Linked DNA regions of Zea mays: all the other regions are linked to region 3. The links are chromatin contacts, called in public Hi-C maps. All regions are on one chromosome and are shown on one strand. Each heading gives the region's core, a stretch centred on a gene start, on an enhancer-like site or on the middle of the called end of the contact. The rest is flanking DNA. Distances are from core to core; before and after follow the strand shown. Region 1 holds the start of LOC100274129. Region 2 holds the start of LOC542581 (elongation factor 1-alpha). Region 3 holds the start of LOC100274502.

The links. A called contact is a pair of places that touch in the nucleus more often than the background predicts.
Region 1: a Hi-C map of leaf shows a contact between it and region 3, with 2.8 times the contacts expected there. The contact joins the promoter of LOC100274129 here to the promoter of LOC100274502 in region 3. A contact is called at or near these places in 11 of 25 Hi-C or Micro-C datasets (bundle sheath, ear, endosperm and 3 more) and 2 of 3 datasets of contacts at active chromatin or transcription factors (leaf and seedling).
Region 2: a Hi-C map of leaf shows a contact between it and region 3, with 3 times the contacts expected there. The contact joins the promoter of LOC542581 here to the promoter of LOC100274502 in region 3. A contact is called at or near these places in 13 of 25 Hi-C or Micro-C datasets (bundle sheath, ear, endosperm and 5 more) and 2 of 3 datasets of contacts at active chromatin or transcription factors (leaf and seedling).

What each region holds. Positions count from the first base shown.
Region 1 is chr9:91,987,682-91,990,617 of Zm-B73-REFERENCE-NAM-5.0, reverse strand. It overlaps LOC100274129, which reads right to left and starts at 1,330. Exons shown (of 9, transcript NR_158626.1): 1 at 874-1,330; 2 at 645-782.
Region 2 is chr9:92,391,412-92,394,225 of Zm-B73-REFERENCE-NAM-5.0, reverse strand. LOC542581 (elongation factor 1-alpha) reads right to left here and starts at 1,470. Exons shown (of 3, transcript NM_001112117.2): 1 at 1,337-1,470; 2 at 244-728. The coding sequence starts at 705.
Region 3 is chr9:92,196,524-92,199,541 of Zm-B73-REFERENCE-NAM-5.0, reverse strand. LOC100274502 reads left to right here and starts at 1,320. Exons shown (of 7, transcript NM_001148860.1): 1 at 1,320-1,765. The coding sequence starts at 1,648.

The DNA.
Region 1 (2,936 bases), core at 81-2,580, 210 kb after region 3:
ACACTCGACAAAGGCTATTTTACACTCGGCAAAGGCTTTGCCGAGTGTAACACTCGACGTAGGACTTTGCCGAGTGCGGCGCTCGGCAAAGTCGGCTTTGCCGAGTGCCCGATAAAAAGCACTCGGCAAACCGGCCGGCACTCGGCAAAGGCCCGGATTCCGGTAGTGGATAGGGTTTAGTGTATGACAATTGACAAGCTATCAACGAACTACAAGTATACACATGAGCGAAGCTAGGTTCATTCTAGGGGGTGCAAATGCACCCCTAAAAAATACAGAATCAGTTAAAATGCGCAGATTTTCACCATATATGCACCCACATTACTTGATGTATATGCATCCATGAAGAAATTGCACACCCGTCAAATTTACTCTAGATTTGCCACTGAGTATACAGCATGGCGTATACGAAACAGGCAGGAAACTTGTCAGACAAACCTCTGTTAATTTTTGTACTGTGCAAACTAGTTCACCTGACAACTTGTAACTATATATTGCTCTTTACATGTACTATTGTCATTTGCATGTTCTTATACGCTGTATCTCAATGTGGTAACAAATAGGGGAAATGAACACAATGTTTTATGTCTGCGCGGCAAAAACCACACGAATCTAATTTCCGTCTGATAAGCAAGAGTGCTAACCACATGGCTGTTGAACTTGAGATTCTTCGGGTTGACGCCCATGATCGACAGGCCAGTGAAGACCAGCTCCGGCTTCCAGGGAAGGAGCATAAACTTCATCACCATGGTCCACCTCGTGGTGAGCTCGTACGGCCCTGTCTAGAACCAAATTCAGCACAGTCAACAGCTGCCACAACTAGAAACTTCGCTGCGCACGGGCGAGTCCTCGCCAGAGTCGAGCGCGCTGAACCTGCTTGACGGCGTGGAGGTAGAAGTCGGGGCGGAAGAGGAGCTTGAGGAGGCGGATGTTGAAGAGGTAGCCGTCGATGGTGTCGTGGCGGGTGATAGGGTCGCGGAACCGCACGCGGTCATCGTACGCGGACCGGTCGATGCCGACGTCGTCGAACAGGTGCGGCAGGTCGGCCCGCAGAAACTGACACAGCCTCTCTGCATCATCCGCAGAGAGGCCCCCGCCGCTGCCCATCTCCCCCTGGTCATCCTCCTTCGACGCGGCCGACGCCGGGGCCACAGCGCCGCCGGGCGGCGCCGCCCGTGCCGCGAGACGGGGTCTCCTCTTTCGGGAGGACGAGGAGATCGTAGTAGCGCATGGGCGGAGACGAAAGGACACGACGGTGCGGGGCGCCGGTGGCGGTGGGAGGACGAGGAGGCGGGAGCGGAGGCATGTGGTGTTGGCCATTGCTGCTGCCATTCGTTTCCGCAGAAGTATCTCTCTCTTCGCGTTTTACTATATAGACATATATTTCTTTTACAATTGCGCGCGTGTTAACATTTGGACCAGAAGATTACTGGCGGGCCTTGTCCAATCTCTAACCGCAGGCCCCCGCGTGTTAAAATCGATTGGACGGGTGAAGTTAACACTCGTCACACCTTGCAACTACACGTGGCTAATGGACAGTGCCGTGCAAGCACGGCCGGAGCCCGTCATGGGCCGTGCCGATTTAATCGATCCGAGACACGGTACAGATAAATAGCGGGCGGGGTTATGGTGTCTGTCCGTGAGCCGAAGTCTGAGCCCAAACATAACCCTACTAATTTAAAACGGGTTATGATAGACTATCATGTCGTATCGTGCTAAGGTTCTGAGTGACCAAAGGTCTGCCTTATAACATAGCTTGAAAATAATTTATTTTTCCTATTTTTTGTTGCTTATTTTTCTCATTTTTTTACAGAACTCGAAAATAGATGAAAGTGGGGATTGAGTTGGTCATATTTATATATATTATGGTGGCCTAGATTAGGACAAGACTAGGCCACAAACGGGTCATGCTAAGTCGTGGTCGGTTTGATGGGCTATCCGTGATTAGCATCGTGCTAAATGAGCTGACAGTAAATAGGTCGTGCCTGTGTCGCCCAATGGGCTTGTACCTAAGTCCAAGCACGACCCATGATGGGTCTCATGCCGGCCAAAATGGTGGTGCCTCGTGTCGTCCCATATAACTTGACCCATCTGGTCACCTATACTTGCAACACATGACCGACTATAAAAACGAACGAAAATAGACAGAAAACCCCTCTCGTTTCCATTTCCGTATTTTATTGGTGAAAACGAGACCAGGTCTAGAATAGCCAGGAACGAAAATAGATGTAGAATAAATGGGTGTAAAAAAGGGACGTGAATATTAAGCCGAAACTTGTAACTTATACAAACACACTAATATTGGTGGTTAGTTAGTTATTGAATGGCAAGATAATAACATGAAACAAATAGATACATAGAGGTAACACTTAGTTGTTGTTTGCTTGTTTATGATGTACTTATAGCTATGAGTGGTGTTGTTTAAGTCTTTAGACCACTTGTCACTGAGTCGATGGCTATAACGACCTCTTGTGATATAATTTGTCATATAAGGATATGAGGCTTTAACTAATGCACTAATATATATTGGGCTGATCTTGGATTTCTCAAATACGGGTTCAACCCGACCGTCTCTCGTTTTCGAACTATTTATGGATTTTCCACAAATTTAAAAAACGAGAGAATCAAATATGGAAAACGGTACGGATCGGGACGAGATTTTACCCGTTCGTTTTCAACCCTATGACCAACCAAAAAAATTCCCTTCAGTGTCTGTTTGGATGTAGGCATTAAGGATGGTAGAATTAAATTAGATTAATACTAAATCTTCTTGATATTGGAAATGAGTTGCAATATAAATCTGTTGTTTGGATGTATCTGGAATTGCAATTCCAACCAATACAGAAGGTCTATTCTCTAAATTATGTGAGACAACTTCTAGTTATAGTCTAATACTGAGGAATTGAACTTTAATTTAAACTATAAATTCATTATAC
Region 2 (2,814 bases), core at 221-2,720, 190 kb before region 3:
TGGATTGCTATCATACATAAACATGTAGGAAGCAGATGGCCTTTAAAATGCAAGCAATCAGTGTTTCACTTTGTCAAAACTAGCATACAACTAACATTAGCTATTCAATCACAGCACAAATGCAGTATTTTCAACTTGAAGGCAGTAATACTGAGAGAAGATAAATATTGCTAGACTATTGAAATACATTTACAGGCATCTCAGTTCATGAACCAGAATAAATAGAAATTCCTGGAATCATACCTTGTTGCAGCAGCAAATCATCTGCTTCACACCAAGTGTGAAAGCAAGGAGAGCATGCTCACGGGTCTGGCCATCCTTGGAGATACCAGCCTCAAAACCACCAGTGGTTGAGTCAATGATAAGAACAGCACAGTCAGCTTGGGAAGTGCCAGTGATCATATTCTTGATGAAGTCACGGTGTCCCGGGGCATCAATAACAGTGCAGTAGTACTTGGTGGTCTCGAACTTCCACAGGGCAATATCAATTGTAATACCTCTCTCACGCTCAGCCTTGAGCTTGTCAAGCACCCACGCATACTTGAATGACCGCTTGTTCATCTCGGCAGCCTCTTTCTCGAACCTCTCAATCACTCGCTTGTCAATACCTCCAAGCTTGTAGATCAGGTGGCCAGTGGTGGTCGACTTGCCAGAGTCGACATGGCCAATGACCACAATGTTGATGTGAGTCTTCTCCTTACCCATGGCTGAAGGAAAATGTTACACTGCTGCTTACATCAAACATAGCAGATAAAAAGTCAATAGATAAATATATGTCAATAAACCAGTAATCAAACAAAGGGCAGGAAAACCCAAGTCGAAGTACCCCACCCACACAACATCAGAGATCCGAAACTAGACCCGATGAACAACGCAACGGTAATCATCTATGGCCGAGAATCAGTTGCAAACTGCAATCGTATTTATATACGAAATACATACTAAAGGTAGATGAAGAAGCGGAAGCTAAACTTGGATTAGTACTCCTACTGTCATACAAACAAAACAGAGATGAAGCGCCTCAGCCACGTAATATTATAGATCTCGGAAACTCAGTTACAATTTATGGCTCAATAACCAGTTGTAAGCTGCAAGTTCATACATAGACAATAAAGGTAGCGGCGGAGGAAAAAAACACTTAATTAAAAATACAGTGCATGAATCGGCTCAGCTCATCACACATAACGACGATCGACAAACCTAGTAGATCTGGGCATCAAACGAACAGGCTCAAGGCAGAGCGAAAAGAGAAGGAAGAGAAGCGCGCCCGCGCGTGAAGCAGAGTACCTCGTCGAGCGAAAAAAGAAGGAAGAGAAGCGCGCGCGCGGAAGTGTACCTCGTCGGGCGTCAGTAGAGTGGTGTGGTTTCTGCTCGCCTCTGATCTGAGGATACGGTGACGGCGCGCCGGCTACTACCAGTCTGCGGCAGCCGACTGCGTCTGGTGTCTGAGAGTGAGAACAGAATGGAGATAGGTTTTATAAGGAACGCGCCCTAGGGTTAGGACATGGATGAATGGGCTATTGGGCCCAAATATTACTTCACGGGCCACAAATGAACAAACAAAGCATCCGACGTACACATGCACGCATACTCGCTTGGTTTAATTTAATCCGAAGCGAACAATATCGTTATTATTATGTACTAGTGTCTTGCGCGCGCCCATGCGCGCATAGTGTTGTGTGTGTGTGTTTTGTAATTTTTCAATGTTTGGATTTAATTTATAATTTACATGGAATGCAAACAAAAGGTGCATTGTGTTTCTTATATGCATTTAGATGCATGTACAAGCTAGTATTATTTACATGTCACAAATAACATTCATAGTTTTATAGCCTCCAGCATAGTTCTTGGTGCAAATAAGATAAACACATGAATTACTAAAGATGACGGATAAGGTTGCAGTTCGTATTTTTCCTAAATTTTGGTTCTTGATTTGGAGCTGGTACCTTCTGGTAGAGCAAGATGTTGTCGGCATCGAACATTCCTACAAAGCAAGTATGAAATAGTTAAGCATCTTGACACTCGTAAAATAGCAAAGCTAAAACAAATTGGTTACTCCTATAAACATTTAAATTATACAATCAGGACATGTTTGGCTCCAAACTAATAATGAGGATGTAGCAATCTGCTAAACTTTAGCTCTATGGATATAAATAGGTCTAGATAACAGATTGTAATAAACTTTAGATTGTTTCTAAATCCCCATTATCTTACTATCTACCCAAACAATGGGGGCTAACAGGAACATTACTCTCCAATTATTAATTAACCCATTAGTTATGGATATAAACACCACAACCTACTATCCACTCTGCTAGGTAGTAGTTAGCAAATATTAGCTAAATAATGATAATATGTATTACATCCAATAGATCCTAAGAAAGGTCGAGACAACCAAATAGCAAATAGCCATGCATGGTAATCCACATGCAATCAGCAACTTGGAGGGAATAGCTCATCAACATTATGTGATGGTCATGGCACCAATTGAAAAAAAAATGTAGGTTAGTAAATGTTGGGTATTTATAGAATCTGACTCCAAGAATTAGATTGTTGTGAAAGCTTATATTATGAAATAAAAAAACACTTCTTAGGCCATAAGAATTGAAATCTAGAGCTTGAAGAGGCTGCAGAGTTAGTTCTTTAGGTAAGGATTTTTTGCGACATATGCCAGGGTTCGTAAAGCATGAGAACATAAGTTAGCCTTGTTTTAAATATACGAATCATTGTACGAAAGTTAGAAAGTGTGGGTGTAAATAAAAAGGAATTCATGACATAAGGAATAAATCAAGATCGTCTCCCGGTTACTGTACC
Region 3 (3,018 bases), core at 71-2,570:
CCATGCATGCGCATGCATATTGCAGGTGCAGACAGTCAGCCTCGCGTGTGCCGTACGTCCACCGTCGGCCACAAGGTTACAACACGCACGGGACCGGTCGGCCTACGTGCTCGCTCGGACGCACGCACACTCGATAGGACGGACAACAGGCACAGATGCATGGATGGATGGATGGAGTCGATGATGCAATGTCGGTTCACCGTTTCATGCATGCATGGGCTGATTGCAGGCTGCAGCAGCGCGTATGCAAGGGCAGGCGAGGAGCAGAGCTCGGGTCCTCGCGCGCGACATATGGCTGGGGCTGGGGGGCAGGCAGGCAGGCACCACACGGATCAGGTCACAGCACCCCGCGAAGCACAGGCGCCTGCAGTCCAGTCGTCCAGCGGCATGCAGAGCGAGCAGGCCTCGAGGCCAACGCCGCACGTGGCAGGGTCTTGAGCTCGAGCGCGTCCCCTCGAGGCACTGGACGTCGCCAATGTTGAGGTGTTCGACGAGCCGACGTTGGGAGGTGTCGACGGTGGGCTTGCGAACGGACGTGCAGTGGAAGTATCGGTCTGCCTCGGCTCAGTCCCCGCCGCCGTCGAACAGCCTTGGCTCGCCTCGGCCCGGTCCCCGACGTCGAGCTAAGGTCGACAAGACCGCCACGCACGCTCCAGGCCGGCGGGGGGGCTGCGGTCGGTGCTGCTTCGCCTTCGGCCTTGCTGGTCATGGCAAACAAAGATGATGGGAGGAGGTTAGTGCATGCCATGTGGGTCCAGCTACACCAACAAACGGCGTTGGCCAGCTTTTGACGGCAATGGTAGAGAGGGGAATAAAATCTAAAATTGATGGCATAGAAGGAATGCTATAATTTATAATGGCACATAAAGTATCGATATAATTTTCAGTGGCATAGAGGGAATTAACTCTTTCCAAAACTCTAAAAATACTACAGCTTTAAGTAGACCATGGTATTTGAAACTGTGTTTTATTAGTAGCATCCAAACACGTTTTAATTTTTAATACTACGGTATCATCAAATACTACAGTATTCATTCAAAACTGTAACAAAACTGTGCTCCCAAAAAGAATTTAAACACCCTTGGTACCTCTGAGCCACTCCAATTCAAAAGCATCGAAACTAGGCCTAACCGAACAACCAGCATTCCGCAACGACCCCCAAGCTCAACATCAGCTACCACTCGTGCAGTCACCCTCCCGCTACGACCTACGATCATGACCAAAGGACCGATCGAGCGCGTGCCGCTTCGTCTCGGCTCGTCCCAAGTCCTAACCCTATATAAGCACAGGGTCTGGCTTCCTGCCCCTGCCCCCCTGCCCCACACTTTAGCCCAAGGAGGCCGGCCTCGCCTCGCCTCGCCTCGCTTCATACGCCCGCCCGCCCCTGCCGATCCATCCACCCAATAAAGCGCCTGTACAGATCCAACCCTTAGGATCCGGATCGCCTTACCCCCCCGCGACGATTTGCGCGATTCGATTCGATTCGATTCGATTATCCTCCGATTTTCCCCGTTTTTTGTAGGTTTCCTCTCTTTTTCGATCGGTGTGCTAGGGTTTGGGCGCGCGGAGGCGTCGCATTCCAGGGTAATCATTGGTTCGACGGGCTAGGGTGCTTTCTCACCCGGGGAACGGAAGCGAATCCAGACGATGGAGAAGAAGAAGGTGGCGATACCGCTGGTGTGCCACGGCCACTCGCGGCCGGTGGTGGACCTCTTCTACAGCCCCGTCACACCCGATGGCTACTTCCTCATCAGCGCCAGCAAGGGTAAGCGAATCCTCAACTTCCCTTCCCGTGTGATAGTTCATTTTAGTTTTCTGATTGGCTAGGATTGGCTTGGTGGTTGAGTGATTGTGATGCGATGATCTGCTGTTACTTATATGTGTTTACGAGATATTGGTTAGGATGATGTGTTTGATCGTTATATTTTCAATCTAATTTTATGTGGATGTAAGAATTAGTTGCCAGTGCAATTTGTGCCATGATAGTCTCCTGATGCTTTAAACTATGTAGTTTATTTGGTGTGGGTTCAATGTTTCGTTGGTGTGGGGGCTCAACATTTGTAAACTACATATACTGTAGACGTTGGACATTGTTCTTTTGCTGGTCAAGTAAATACGATTACATACCCATGTTGTTTAAGATAATGGTTTTAGTTGATGGTGTAATTAGGCGAACCATCAAGTAATCTAGATTTTTGGATTTTCATAAAAAGAGTTTTGATTTTTATCAAAACAATATTAATAAGTTGGTTATAATCATTGTTTTTTTAGAAAAGAGCCAATCATTCAAAGATATCTATTATTTTTATTGTATGTTTAAATGGAGTTCAGACTGAAAACATAAGAAAGAAAACATCGGACATGAATCACAGGAAAAAAAGCATCGCAGTCACTTGGATCTGGAAAGCGGAAGACAAAATCATGGAAACCAAGCGGAAAAAAGTCAGACAAAAATAACCAAGCATGAAGTTTGAACGAAAAATCCGAATGGAGGTCTGACTGAAACAGGAACAGAAATGTGGATGACCTGGAACAGAAACACAGATGTCTTACACACAGAATGATCTGGAAAGAAACACAGGACGGTGTATATGAGGAGTCAGAAAAAAGTTACGACAAAACAAACAACAACAAAGCCTTTTATCTCAAGCAAGTTGGGGTAGGCTAGAAAAAAGCTACCATGACAGAATTTCTCTCTTTAATATGAGGTGTAGATATAAGAGCAATTTTCATAGCTTTATTTTTTGAGCACCACCGAGTTACAAGTAGAATGGATGAAAGCAAAATGAAACAGTTGGATATTCATGAATACCATGTTAAAAGCTTGACAAAGAAATAGTTATGGTTAAACAGAAACATGCATGCACATCTCGGTTGTGGACTACTAAAGAACAACCTGGATCCATTGGGACCTTGTTTGGATGTAGTCGGATTCACATAAATCCACATGTGTTGGGTTGGATTATAGTGGAACTTGAACTAAATTCCACCCCAGCACAGGTTGATTGAGGTGAGTCT